2 separate regions of the Oryctolagus cuniculus genome follow, and region 2 is linked to region 1. A link is a contact called in public Hi-C data. All regions are on one chromosome and are shown on one strand. The core of a region is the stretch at or near the end of the contact, and the rest is flanking DNA. Distances in the headings are between cores, read along the strand shown.

Region 1 (3,157 bases), core at 186-2,685:
ATTGTTCCACCAACTTCACTATCAATTATTTTGTTCTTGCTTCAATGTTAGCAGAATTAATGTCGCTGTGCCTTATAAGGGCTCTTTTCAAACTTTTTAGTGCCTCCAGCTAGATACTGTTTAGATATGCTCTAACAAGCTAATTCCAGTTTATTTTGGTCCGTGATTTGGAAGTCCATGCATAGATTTCTTATAATACATATTTTCATGAACTTTTTGCAGACCATTCATACACTGACACATAATTATATACATGGATAAAAATGATAATAAATACAAGATGCATTCTCATAAATGACAATGAGAAAAGTTCAACCTTATGAAAGACTTTAAAATACAGTCATACATAAGGTTAAAAGTTGTTGCTCTACTTTTCATGTGTAGTTGCCTTAAAATAGTAAGTTAAAAGAGAAGAATTTTTAAAAAAATAAATATAGGGTTAGAGAATGAAAGTTTTCTTTGGTACTTCTAAAAGAAATTTATATTGGCTTTTGAAGCTACCACAATATATTGAGATAAATATTGAAAGAGCCAAACAACTCATCCCAGCTTTAAAAGGTGAAGATAATTTAAATGAAATACATGTGAGTTTCAGTAAATAAGCTTTTTAAAAATAGAGTGGTTAGAAAATACCCACATGGATTCAACCAGTTTGGAATAAGCATGAGACAAAGCTAAGCCATAACTACAAGTTTTCCTAACTTTGAACATTCAAAGAAAAGTACAATTTTGCCATTCATGTCTGTAGTTATCTTTTTCAGTGAAGCAGATATTTCATAGGGCAGTCTCGTTTTGCCCATCAATTTTATTGACTTCAGCATAAGAATGAAAGCTAAGGTTTCTACCAAAAATTAAAACTTTGTAGGGGAGAAACATTGCAAAGAACATTGGAATTGATGTTTTTTAAATTGCAATACAGACTGAAAACATTCACAGAGTGGGGTCAAAGGTTATTTTAATCCCTCGTGGGTGCTTTGGATGAGCAAGGAGCTTGTCAGGACATAACTGAGTTGTCTAGATTTGATTCTGGCACATGATAGCATTGACAGCATAAAAGAGGGCCCTTGGGATGTCACACATTGTGGTGTTCATCAGTGTAAACTGCTCAGTCTCCTGAGAAGATTAATGCAAAAATCTTCAAGAAAGGAGACTGAAAGAGTTCTTGATAATTTCATTTTTTTTTTTTTTTTGGCAAGGCTAGTATTCTGTGCACTGATATCAGGGAGATACTTGTATTCAAGGGGGATTGTTTCTTCTGCAGCAATAACAGTCCCTGGGAGCTATGTCAGCAAAAAGATGTAGCAGGTCAGCATGAGAGGTCACTGTGAGCCCAGAACAGAGTTTCAAGTCAAAGTCCAGCCAATGCCAGGGGAGAAGAGTAGATGCTGCAGCTGCAAGATTGGGTAATCAGGAAGAGAAATGTAGAGCCCAACCCCCAGTGAAGGGAAAGAACATCATGGATTGCCAAAGAGTCCATCATGCTCTTAGTTTGCCGTGGCCAGAGAAGCCAGGGGCACAGAATACTGGCAAGAAGCTTGCCTTCTTTTTTTTTTTTTTCTTTTCAGTCCTGTTTTTCTGATTTGTAAGCAAATTTGCGGGAGGATGTAACAAAATAAAGTTTCCACTGTCCAGAATGAAAAGTTTTCATGCCTGAGGATTTTTGTTATGTGATTACTGATTTTTCCACGTTAGTACTTTGTTTTAATTGGTCAAGAAGTATGAAATGGAAGGAAACAGGGCTCTCCAACCTTCTATCAGTTCCTGCAGTTCTTCCTCTGGGATAGGCATATCAGATGGGCAGACCCAGAACAATGTAGTATCCCAACAACAGCTCTGCCAATGTGGGGAGCTGCCTGCTCTTGGGCCAGCTATTCCAAAACAGTGGTACAGGAGGCTGACTTCAGAGATGTTTGCTAAACTGAAGAATCTCAGTGGAAAACTCACATATTTTATTTGAAATAGGGCTGTTATTATCTTAAATGCCTTGAGAAATCCTATGTTGTACAGGAAGCCAACAATATCAAAAACTAAAACAAGGGTGCATTGATCCAGATGATGAGTGCTGCTTTTCAGTTGGAGGTTTTGCATTAAACTCACCTGTCTCTACCATCTTCCCACCTCCCTTCCAATTAGGTAAAACATATGAAGGGATTTTTTTTTTGTTAATACTATGATTTTATTTGTATACTAATTGTTTCTGCTTGTTTGCTGGCCAGAATGCTATATTCAGAGACCAACTTCTCCTGGAAGAGAAGTTTGCAATCTTACAGAAGTAGCATTTACTGATGTCTCCCCCCACAAAGCCACCACATCTGTGTCCTTGTCTATTCAAAATCATTTCCAAGCCCAGACCTCAAAATCCCCTCTCAATCAAAGCAGTACTTCAAATTCCCACTTAAATAGAAATTATGTGCCATTGGAAATATTCCCATAATGTGTAGGATAGTCTTTATATCTGAGATATTTTGTAGCCACAGTAGTTAAATCAGAAATTTAACAGTCCATCTCTCCACTGAGCTCCAGGACACACTTAGTACTCAGAAGGGCTTCCAGCTCTGTCCACTCATCCTTCATGCAGTTGCCAAGTTGATGATACTCAATAGTTCTTGCTACAGTGACAGGGTAACACTGGAACTTTTTGGTTTTCTTTCTGATGTCTGTGATTAATCTTCCATATCAAGACTTTTTTGAAAGTTTAAGATGTAAAGTCCCTTTTACATACTTACATATATTTGTGAAATCAACACATAATTTGGCCAGGTAACCAGAAATATCTATGCTGAAAACTTCTCCTGATTTTGTGTGATATGTTACAGCACATTAAAATGTTTATTTAGTCTTTTAAGAATTTTTCAAGGTGAAATATCTAAACTTGAGAAACTAGTTTCAAAATTTGGCTTATGTTGGGCAAATACTCAGAAACTGAGACAACTTTCAGTCTCCAATATTTGAAAATTCATGGCATGGGCTTTGTGGCGCAGCAAGTTAAGCTGGCACATGGCATGCCCACATCCTATATCAGAGTGCCTGGTTCAAGTCCCAAGTACTGTTTCCAATCAACTTTCCTGCTAAAGCACAGTATTTGAGTCCTTGCCACCCAATTGGGAGACTTTGAACGAGTTCCAGGGTCCTGGCTTTGGCAAGGTTGTTATGAGCA
Region 2 (3,157 bases), core at 221-2,720, 610 kb after region 1:
TCTCTATATTCCTGTTTCTTTCTTTAACTTGGCCTTTCAAATTAATAAAATAAATATTTCAGAAAAATAATTAAAAAGAAAAGGAAGAAAATGCTAAGAAGCCTTCACCCTACACCCAAAGAACCCCTGTTGCTGCATTCATATAGTTAAGATGATCTGTTATGAGTAGGCTCTGTGGCACAGTGGCACAGTGGGTTAACCTACCACTTGGGACCCTTGTATACCATATAGTGGCTCTGGTTCCAGTCCCAGATATTCTGTTTCGTATCCAGCTTCCTGCTATTTTATCCAGAAAAAAAAAAAATGATGGTTCAATACCTGTTTCCCTGTTATCCACGTGGGAAGCCTGGATGGAATACCAAACTCCCAGTTTCAGCCTGACCTGGCACCAGCTTTTACTGTCATTGTCAGAGTGAACTGGATGGAAGATCTCTTTTTAACACCCCTCATCATTATGTATTTCAAACAAACAAATATTTGGAAGAAAAGTTGTACTGTTAAATCAAGAAGCCTCTATCATCCTGCTCTTTCTCAAAATTGGAATAAACACACGGTGGAACCTGGTTTTACTTTCCCTTAAAAACTTGGTGTGCAGAGTTGAGATTTATCCGAGCAGTTAAGCCTGAATTCCATATTTAAGTAAGCAGGTTCCATTCCTGGCCCTGACTCCAGATTTCAGCTTCCTACTAATGCAGATCATGGGAGGCAGCTGTGATGGCTCCAGTGATTTCCTTCCTTGCTATTGGCTTTGAATTACCCCAGTCCAAGAAATTGTAGGCATTGGAGTAGTGACCTAGCCAATGGGCAAGTACTCTCTCTTTCCCTCTCTCTTAAATTACTAAAAAGCAAATAAATAGATATATTTTAAAAACTTATTGCTGCCAATATCCCTGTCACCAAATATTCTTTTACATCATAGTGTGCAAAAAATACATAGTATATATTTGATATTTGAAATTATATTATTTTCAATGGTTTAATTGGTTCTTAAAACTTAATCTTGGCCGGTGCCACAGCTCACTTAGCTAATCCTCTGCCTGCGACACCAGCACCCTGGGGTTCTAGTCCTGGTTGGGGCACCGGTTATGTTCCAGTTGCTCCTTTTCCAGTCCAGCTCTCTGCTGTGGCCCAGGAGTGCAGTGGAGGATGGCCCAAGTCCTTGGGCCCTGCACCCGCAGGGGAGACCAGGAGGAAGCACCTGGCTCCTGGCTTAGCGGCCTTTTGTGGGGTGAACCAATGGAAAAAGGAAAACCTTTCTCTCTGTCTCTGTCTCTCTCTCACTGTCTAACTCTGCCTGTCAAAAAAAAAAATTAATCTTTTGGTTCCTAAATGAATAGGCCATAGTGCATATAAAGGTATCATTTTTCACATTCAGAACATTTTTTGTACACTGAGAACAGCATAGTTTACCTTTAAAGTAGGTATTAGTCTTAGGTAATAATCCTTCACTAATTTACAGCCTCTTGAAAAAAGGTGAGTCAGTATTCAGAGATCATGTTTCACAGTCAGTTTTAGTATTAATCATCTAATTCTCTTCTGTGCAGCATTACATCAAATTGTATAAATAACCGCTTACCAAAAGAAGTCATTTGAAATGTGTTTTTTTTTTAGTGTGACTAATCATATGATAAATTTACCTTATATGCATTGTCTAAGTGATCCTTCTTTCATGCCACTTAACACTTTTTTTAATTTAAAAGCAAGATTTATTTAAGTCAGAGACCTCCAGCAGGAGTGGCCTGGAGAAGGTGTTGGGGTTGGATGCTGTGGCATAGTAGGTTAAGCTACTTAACACTTTAATTGGCTATTTTTCCCAAGTTTCCCATGAGTCAATGCTAACTAAAAGCACAATGCTTAGAATAATTCCTACACAGAAGTAGAGCTGTTGAGGACTCCTCACATTTTGGAAACTGCAGTACAGCTTCCACAGTGGTATTTGTGCCCATAGGGATAGTGAAAAAAATTACAATATTTATCAATGGTTACAGTTAGTATAAGCTTGGGCTTATATTTAAAGCATCTTAAACCACAGATCACTCTTCTCTAAACTGGAGTTCACCAGAACTACTTTTGCAAGGCTGCCATGAGTATCAGAAGTGTTTGTTCACAAAGAACCTGTGTTGTCTGACCGCGCCATGAACAGACTCTGAATGTGGAGTAGGTCCTTATGTTGTGGAACATGCAACTGTTCCAAAGTCTCATGTTCATTAACAAAAGAGAAGCCAGGTCCTTACACTTGATGTAAATCCTCTCCTGCCTGTGAAGGGCAACAGTAAACCCAGACACTGGGTCTAAGAACATATTTCACTTCTAGATTGTCAACCAATGCTTAATTGTTCAAGAGAGGCGTCACTAATGGATGTTAAGACCTAACATCTCAGACCTTTCTTTTTCCATTTACAGGGTTCATCAAGGGGTCTCAGATCCTCACCCTTGCTGTTCAGAATGTTAAATGGGACAGTCACATTGGAAGTTTGGCAGTTATGCAAAAAGACCCCATGGAGTTGCCCTCTGGCCAAGCAACTCTATCCTGGGTAAATGTGTAAGGTTAATAAAAATATACATCCAAGCTAGTATCTGTACATGAATTTCCAAAGCACCATGTTTCATAATAGCATGAAAGTTCTACTTAGGCTGGCGCCACGGCTCACTAGGCTAATCCTCCGCCTAGCGGCACCGGCACACCGGGTTCTAGTCCCGGTTGGGGCGCCAGATTCTGTCCCTGTTGCCCCTCTTCCAGGCCAGCTCTCTGCTGTGGCCAGGGAGTGCAGTGGAGGATGGCCCAGGTACTTGGGCCCTGCACCCCATGGGAGACCAGGAAAAGCACCTGGCTCCTGGCTCCTGCCACCAGGTCAGCGCGGTGCGCCGGCCGCGCCGGCCATTGGATGGTGAACCAACAGCAAAAGGAAGACCTTTCTCTCTGTCTCTCTATCACTGTCCACTCTGCCTGTCAAAAAAAATTAAATAAATAAATAAATAAAAAGAAAGAAAGTTCTACTTAGGAAACAACATGTAGCTATCACTGGAGGTTGAAAGTATGTTATATCCATATGGGCTAATACTTGGAAATAACATATAAATGAACTTCTGATACATGCTACAAAATGGATGAATCTTGAAAACATTATGCTAAGTGAAAGAAGCCAGTAAAAATGAT

The links. A called contact is a pair of places that touch in the nucleus more often than the background predicts.
Region 2: a Hi-C map of embryonic fibroblasts shows a contact between it and region 1, with 3 times the contacts expected there. The contact joins two enhancer-like sites. A contact is called at or near these places in 5 of 6 Hi-C or Micro-C datasets (ear pinna, embryonic fibroblasts, psoas muscle and 2 more).

The regions. Positions count from the first base shown.
Region 1 is chr4:17,436,191-17,439,347 of mOryCun1.1, forward strand. No RefSeq gene overlaps it. Among named protein-coding and RNA genes, the nearest start is that of N6AMT1, 660 kb to the left of the region's middle. Within about 2 kb of position 1,436, at least 2 of the 8 cell types and tissues checked have an H3K27ac peak or open chromatin away from gene starts, as enhancers often do.
Region 2 is chr4:18,043,986-18,047,142 of mOryCun1.1, forward strand. No RefSeq gene overlaps it. Among named protein-coding and RNA genes, the nearest start is that of ADAMTS5, 800 kb to the right of the region's middle. Within about 2 kb of position 1,471, at least 1 of the 8 cell types and tissues checked has an H3K27ac peak or open chromatin away from gene starts, as enhancers often do.